2 separate regions of the Gossypium hirsutum genome follow, and region 2 is linked to region 1. A link is a contact called in public Hi-C data. All regions are on one chromosome and are shown on one strand. The core of a region is the stretch at or near the end of the contact, and the rest is flanking DNA. Distances in the headings are between cores, read along the strand shown. Region 1 has its middle 31 kb from the start of LOC121231197. Region 2 holds the start of LOC107961717 (pentatricopeptide repeat-containing protein At5g16640, mitochondrial).

Region 1 (4,010 bases), core at 1,106-3,605:
TTTCGAGAAATTTCGTTCAATATTTCACAACTCAACAGTGTTCACTATGATCGAATAGTTTATTTTCATTTTCGAGCTTCAAAACAGCTCAAAAACATAAACTAATTCTTTCAATCATTTTTAAGTAATCCATATAAAATTGCAAATGCATCATTTCTATTTTCAATTTCCATTTTTGGAAACCTACATTCATTTCCAAATGATTCCATTTCTCCATTTCAAAGAAAACCATAATCAATCCTGAATGTTTCCCATTTCTCTTTTTCTATTCATTCTATTCAAACACGCAATTCATTCCTGGTTTCAACGAGCTAGTAGAGGGATCGATTGGACATATGTTGTTGAGGCTCAAATGATTTATTAAGTCTCGGCTTTTCCCCTATTACTTATAAACTCATTTAGTCACAAAGTCATTCCATTATAGTATCGTGAATGAGCTCTCCCCAACAACATACCATTACGAAAGCAACTACTCAATGCTCGTCCAATGACCTTGCCATAAGTGTGTTACATTCATATGATATCCTTGATCTCTTTGAGATAATATTCGTTTTCCCAATATGATTCTATTTTATCCCATGGTAACTATTACATCTTCCTTCATGAAAAATCAATTATTATCGAATAGTAATTAAGTCATTCATCACAAAGAAGAAAGACCCATGGCCATGTTTACTTTTCATCAACCATGTAATACCAATGAGAGGATATCATTTACCCATGTCTCGAGCTATGAATTCCATTATTATGAATGGTGCTACATATTGCAGAAGTCGTACACCCAATACACCAACTTTTGGTTCCTTATCTATTTGAACTCAGGCTTTTACTTACATCAAAGCCATCCAGTCAGGATTTAGCTATATCACACATAAATGTCTCAAGTGAATTAATCCATAAACGATTTAAGGATCTATTCTGCTTGGGTCTTATCTGATGGACTGTCAGTCCAGTCAGTCACATTTATGTCTTTATCTTCTAGGTGTCATCCGTTCTAATGCCCAAGACAAGACATCTCCTTAATTAGACTTGATAGATGACATATTAGTCTTTCAATCTGTTTGCTCATTTTCGATTAGACTAAGGATAAGTTTAGATTCGTCTACTAATATAAGTTGTCTTTCTGTATTACGATCCAACCACATAATACCGCTTAATATTAGTTAAACATTAGACAACAAGTGAACAAAAATTTTCTTCCATTTCGCTTTACGTGCAAAAACCATGTGAGGACATTATACAAAATATTATTGTAATTTACGAATACTTTTATTAGCCAATCTGTTCGAAAAAATTACAAGTATACTTAGACAAAAATGCTACACTTAGGGCACCAAATTCAACAAAAAGAGGTTATGAGCTTTAGTCAGTAAAGATGGTTTATTATGATTGATTTAATTTGGTGATTAAATAAGAGTATATCATGAATAAAGCTTTGCAGACTTAAGATTATTGTGTCTGAATTGCGTAAACAAAGTTTAATTGTATCACTTATTTACCCTTAGCTTATTTTCATACTCGGACATTTTTCATTCCAATTGTCATTACGACCAACATTAAATCTTCGTATCTGCAGGTTAATTTTATTTCAACCTTATTTAAAATTTTAACTCAATTGTTAATAATCGTTTGCTTTTACTAATTACTATAACTATGAATTGCGAAGTACAAACACCAAAATTACCCGAATTAAAGTGAAGGGTATCATTAACGGCAAAGACAAAAAATATGTTATAATAAACATATTATTGAAGGCAAAAGCAAAAGTTATTAATATTTATAGTAAAATTTTCAGCTAAAATAAACTCGAATTTCCTTTACTAGAGTTTAAACCCTCTAGTTTTATTTCTAAATATTTAGTCTTTAATATTTTTTAATTTTAAAATTTATATCAAATTATTAATACTGTTAAAATTCATTTGTTAAATCTGTTAATATGATATTTTAAAATAAAAAAAGCTCACATGATAATCATATAATACAAAAAATATGTTATAATAAACTTATATTTAATAGAAGAATTTTTTACAATATTAATAATTGACAATATTAATAGTTAGACTTACATTTTTTAATCCGTAAAATAGATAAAGCTAATTTTTTTGAAATAAAAGGAAGACTAAACTTTAAAAGCACGAAGAGTACATGAATTTAATTTATATTTTAATCAAAATTTTCAAACTCGTGAAGTACCACAATAAAATAAAGGAACTAATTTTAAATTTTGAATAAAATAGAGGGAGTGTTCATTGACTTTGACCAAACACAAAAGCTGGAGTGTATATATATCAGGTTGGGGTTGCTTTGAAATGAAGAAAATCTATTAGTGTGAATCAGTGGGAGTTGGGCCTCCTTGAGAGCTTAAAACCATCTCAGCGATATATGCTTTATACCCAAAAAAATATCCCCGTCAAATGGCCCATCCTGCCTAGGCTATTTCAATCTACCACCAAAATTGTTCCTTGTGTGAGAAATAATAATAAATTAAAAAATATGAGAAAATGAAAAAAATAATAATATTTTATTAAAATTTATTTACAAAATATATATATATATATAAGATATGAGAAAGTGAAAAAAAAATGACGAAAACTTTAAAGAAACAGAAAGTTATATTGTGGGAGAGGAATGAGACTCAAAAAATAGGATTGAATAAAAAATTAGATTCATTTAAGATATGGGCGGTGTTTAAGTTTCTATATCCAAAACTTAAGCTTAGCCCAACACAACTTGTTTTCAAATTCATAGTATATATTTTTCATTTAGTTTATATGTTATGTAATTTATATCATAAAAAATAATTAAGCATAATTATGTTATTTGATTAAATCTTGTTTTCTTAAAACTATTTATTTATTAAATTTAATCTTATTAGTATAATATTTTATTCTATTCTATCTTATATAATTTTGGATAAAAAATTCATGAATAATTATTTGATACGTTGATAGTGGAAAATTTTAACTCCACAAGTGGGTTGAGATTTTGCCATGTCTTTAAGTTGTACTTAAAAAATAAACAAATTGACAAAATCTCAACCCTACTTATGAAATAATTTTTTTTCCCAATGTCTAACCAAATAATTACACCAAATTAAATCTAATAACTTGGATATCTCACATTTTAACCAAAAAAGAGATAATTTATTAAATGATAGCAACAAATTTATCATGAGAAAAAAAAATGATTGTTTGAAAAGTTAGCATGGTAGTTAATATCTAGCTCCTAAATTAGCCCATCTTCTCATCATGTCTATTGCCTAATAATAATTAAGCTCTTGTTTTATAGTAATCATAGCATTAACAAAACAACTTCACTAATTAATTATCCTCTGATGATTGGAGAACAGGAGACAAAAGAGAAAATTAAAAGAAACTTGATTTTTTCAATCAATCAGATTATTGCATTAATCTGATAAGCTGTATGTATAGATCAAATGGTACTTAATTATCATGCTTTTTTACTTTTTCCTTAGTTACATTCAAATCCAACCAAGCCCCAAAAACCATTAAGTGAAGCAATCATTATCTTCTAGGTAAGATGGAATTTCTATGGGTCTAATCAATACTTATTTATATATATATAAAAGGTAAATTTCACCAAACATTCTCGAATTAGCGGTTAAATTTTAAATTAACCTCCTCGATATTGTATTATTAATCATGCACTTTCGTCGGTCTATTAATCAAATATAGGTTAAATGCTAGTTTCGTGTTTGAATTAAGTATATGTATCACACGGGTAACTCTGATTTTGATATATTAGAGAAAAATAAATAGTGTTAATAAAATTTTAGAAAGGTGATTCTTTTTCTTAATGCATCAGTTTTAAATTATTTGTGCAATAAGGATATAAATTAATGTTTACACCTTGATTCACGCGATTTAAATATGCTCATCGTCATATTTAAATTGATATTTATTAGTATACAAATTAGTAATTAGGCTAGTAGAAAGACCTAATCAATAGGATATTGCTATTTTGAAAATTCAATTACATTATTTTAAAAT
Region 2 (3,682 bases), core at 439-2,938, 110 kb after region 1:
CATTGAGTAATACCATGTACATCAGGAAGATAGAATATTATGATCAAATGAGAAAATAAACATGCTAAATATCAGTTAGCAAAGTGAAACATGATAGTAAGCAATGGAATTTAAGCTGATTTGTTTGACTTCTATGGCATAGTCCATGAACATCATAAGTAAGAATTGATGCTATGTCTGCATACGAAAGTTAAATTTTACATTTTATTCACTCCTTCGCATCTGGAAATCATTCGTATACAAATTTGTTCTGTTTCAGGAAATATCCAGAGTTGCAATGTAAATCATCATGCAAGTCTAAGCATACTCAGCAACCAAAGACGACTGTGCTCAATCTGATATGTGAACATTAGTTGCTCAAACAATCTCATAACAAGGGTACTAAAAAACCAGAACATTCATACCTTCAGGGTGAGCCATTTTCTGCATAGCAGTCGGAGCAATCATGATAGGCATTGAAATCTTAAATCCCAGGACAGTGGTGGTCATGTCAATCTTGTTAACATCAATAAGAATGCGGGGTCGAAACCTATCATAAAATAAATGAACCATAATAATTAAATGAAAAGATAAAACTAAAACTACTATATAATGCACAAAGAAAAAAGATTGCCAGAAAACTTGGAAGTATGGTCAAATATGAACAATAAACACCAGAAATTAAGCAACGGGTTAAAGCAATAAAACTCCATAAGTATCAGTATTTGGAAGGAGAAGAAGTAGAATTTATTGAAGTTGTGGAGAACCCCTCAAGCAAATAAAACACAATAGATGATATGTACAAAGTAACAGATTCAAAATCAGCAAAGAACAGCAGAAAAACCAAGTATGCAAATAATTTAAGGGAAGACATACTTCTCTTTCCACTCCCAAACTCGTTTTTCAAATTCATCTCTGCCCAATTCTATCCCTTTTATTCCTTCAGAAGCCAACATTCTTTCCACAACCAACTGGGAAAAGAAAAGTAAAATAGGTTCAATTATATATTCCCATTCAACAGGATACAACATATACACTCATTCTCTACACAGAACATTATGTATAAAGAGGGCAGAATATAAATCAACAACAAAGATGGAAACATTATATTTACAAAAGATTACTAGAGATAATACAACCATAAAGATCAATCCTTTTTCCAGAAAACATTATATCGAACATTATATCGAATACACAAACGGCCACAGAAATATTACTTTGATTACAAAGCCTATTAATCAAAGTTGAAAAAATTACAACATCAGGCTCAACACCTAACTTCAGCATTTTCCCCAAAACAGAAAACCCAAAATCAATTCGACCTAATTGACAAAAGCAATTAATCGAGATGCTCACAGAATAAACATCATGGGAAACGCCTAATAATTCCATCTGGCTACACATAGAAACAACAATGACATAATGTTTCATTCTAACAATGGTTGCAAATAATTTAGTGAATTCCACAATTGAAGGCTTTGGGTACTTTTCAATCATCTTATTGAACAAACTCAAAGCATGATCAACATTATCGAAGCAGTGGTCTGTTTTTCCCTTTCCTCTAACAGGCATGGACATGGGTTTCTTACTTAGGCAGTCGATGTGGGTAGCAATGGTGTTAGAAGAAGAAGAAAAAGAGTGGAAATTAGAAAGATGGCTTCCAGCATTAACAATCGAACGAAGAATAAAAGAAGAATGAAGCTTACCCATCATTTGAAAGCAGAAATGGCAGCGACAGTAACAGCCAAAAGAAATGAAAAATAAACGGAGCATAAAAGCAAAAAAGAAATGAAAAATAAACGAAGTAACCGTCGAAAAATAGAATTGCAACGTACCAGCAGCGGTTTCCAGTTCTGAACCAAAATGAAGCTTTCAAGAACGGAAATTTGAAGGAATGAAGGGAGAAGAATGGATGAAGGAAGCTTACTGGATGAAGGGAGAAGAATGCATGAGAGCTTTAGGAAAATGTCTTACGGAGATTGAATCGGTAAGACAATTTCCCAAAATTGTAAGGCATTTTCCCGTGTTTTGGAGTTGATTTTCCAAAAGGAAAATATTTTCCTCCAATCAAACACTGGAAAATGGGGAAAACCAATTCCGGAAAATATTTTCCCCTATCAAACAGACCCTATATTTTGAACCCAGGAAGAAAAATGAAAATGGATGGGCCTGAATTGATCAGTTGTGGCCCATATATTTTTGCCACATTTATGGGCAACCCAAAAACCGATAATTTTATCGTTTCGATACAGGTCGTATTGGCCATTACGTTCCTTTTCAGCCTTCAATTGGTATCAAATAGTTTCAATCAGTTACTATATATGTTCCACTTTTTTGCTAATATTAATTTGTATCAGTACGTATTGATCAACACAAAATTTACTATTTTAATTAAATTTTCAATATTTTTTAACTTAAATATTTTTATAATTATATTTAAAAATATATATAATCATTAAATTAAGTTATTGAACTTTATTATATTTTTGCATATAACTATATTTATATGCATGCAATTAAGGTATATTTGCATGTATATAATATTATTACTATGGTATACTAGGTGAAAGAAATAAAAATAATATAATAGAAATGTTTAAGCGATGATTTTTTAAAGATAATAATAATAATTATTCATACAATAAAAATAAAAATTGTTAATGAGATTTTGATTGCGTTGGCAAGATTGTCATACAATTTTTTTTATTTTATTTAAAAAATTAAATTATTTATATAACTTTATTAATATAATATTTTTATTATTTTTTTCAATTGAATTATATCTAATTCAATTAAATATTTTATATATAAGATATATAAAATATTTAAAATATTGATAAATTTAAAATAATACACGAAACACAATCAATATTAATATTTATCACTAACAAATCTAAAGAATACATTCACACCATACACACTATTTGACTACCTTCCTTCCTTTAAACTCCATCACATGTATATTTGCAGTAAAATTTCCGACAGTGAAGAATGCGAAATATGAACTGAAATATCCTAAAACACATAGTGGGAGTTGGTCGGTGGGGTTCCTATTTTCTGCCATATATAAAATAATGAATGTCACATGCGCTGCAATATATACTAGGTTTTTGGCTTCACATTATATTGGTAAATTTTAGACTAAGCACGAAATTCACATGCTTAATTGCTTATCCATTGTCATCATTTTATTTTATCTTTCCCTTTTACATATATGTATATATAATAACTAGTGGACGGTGTTAGGCACAAATTTGGTCTGGTCAACTTGGCAAACTTTGACAATGTGAAAGTTGATCTCTTTTATTATTGCATCTATTTAACGTGAGAATTTTAGATTTGTTTTTGTTGTTGTAATAATGAGGAAGACACGGGTTTAAATGATTAAGCGTGTATTATATTTTTTTTTATATTTAAGTAGGTTTAAGGGTGTAAAAAATTTTTAAATTTTTTAAAGAAAGCAATTAAGTACTTATATTTTTTTGTACTCAATTGGGTATTTAAATTTTTAAAATGTATCAAAAGGCTCTCAAACTTTTCAAAAAAAAGTATTAAAGCCCCTGCCTTTTGAATTTGCACTCAATTGGGTACTTAAATTGTCAAAAAAGGCCATTTGACCATTAACTTTAACAGTTGATTGTTAAAGTTAACTACCCCTAATTTTTTTTAGTTAAAGCCACCTTATGTCACAACCACGACGTGA

What was found. A called contact is a pair of places that touch in the nucleus more often than the background predicts.
Region 2: a Hi-C map of leaf shows a contact between it and region 1, with 2.0 times the contacts expected there. The contact joins the promoter of LOC107961717 here to the enhancer-like site in region 1. A contact is called at or near these places in 3 of 34 Hi-C or Micro-C datasets (hypocotyl, leaf and petal).

Annotation. Positions count from the first base shown.
Region 1 is chrA06:44,493,241-44,497,250 of Gossypium_hirsutum_v2.1, forward strand. No RefSeq gene overlaps it. Among protein-coding and RNA genes, the nearest start is that of LOC121231197, 31 kb to the right of the region's middle. Within about 2 kb of position 2,356, at least 2 of the 9 cell types and tissues checked have an H3K27ac peak or open chromatin away from gene starts, as enhancers often do. A contact at or near this core is called in leaf, where this site is marked.
Region 2 is chrA06:44,600,108-44,603,789 of Gossypium_hirsutum_v2.1, forward strand. LOC107961717 (pentatricopeptide repeat-containing protein At5g16640, mitochondrial) reads right to left here and starts at 1,689. Exons shown (of 4, transcript XM_041115400.1): 1 at 1,336-1,689; 2 at 856-950; 3 at 405-529. The coding sequence starts at 1,689.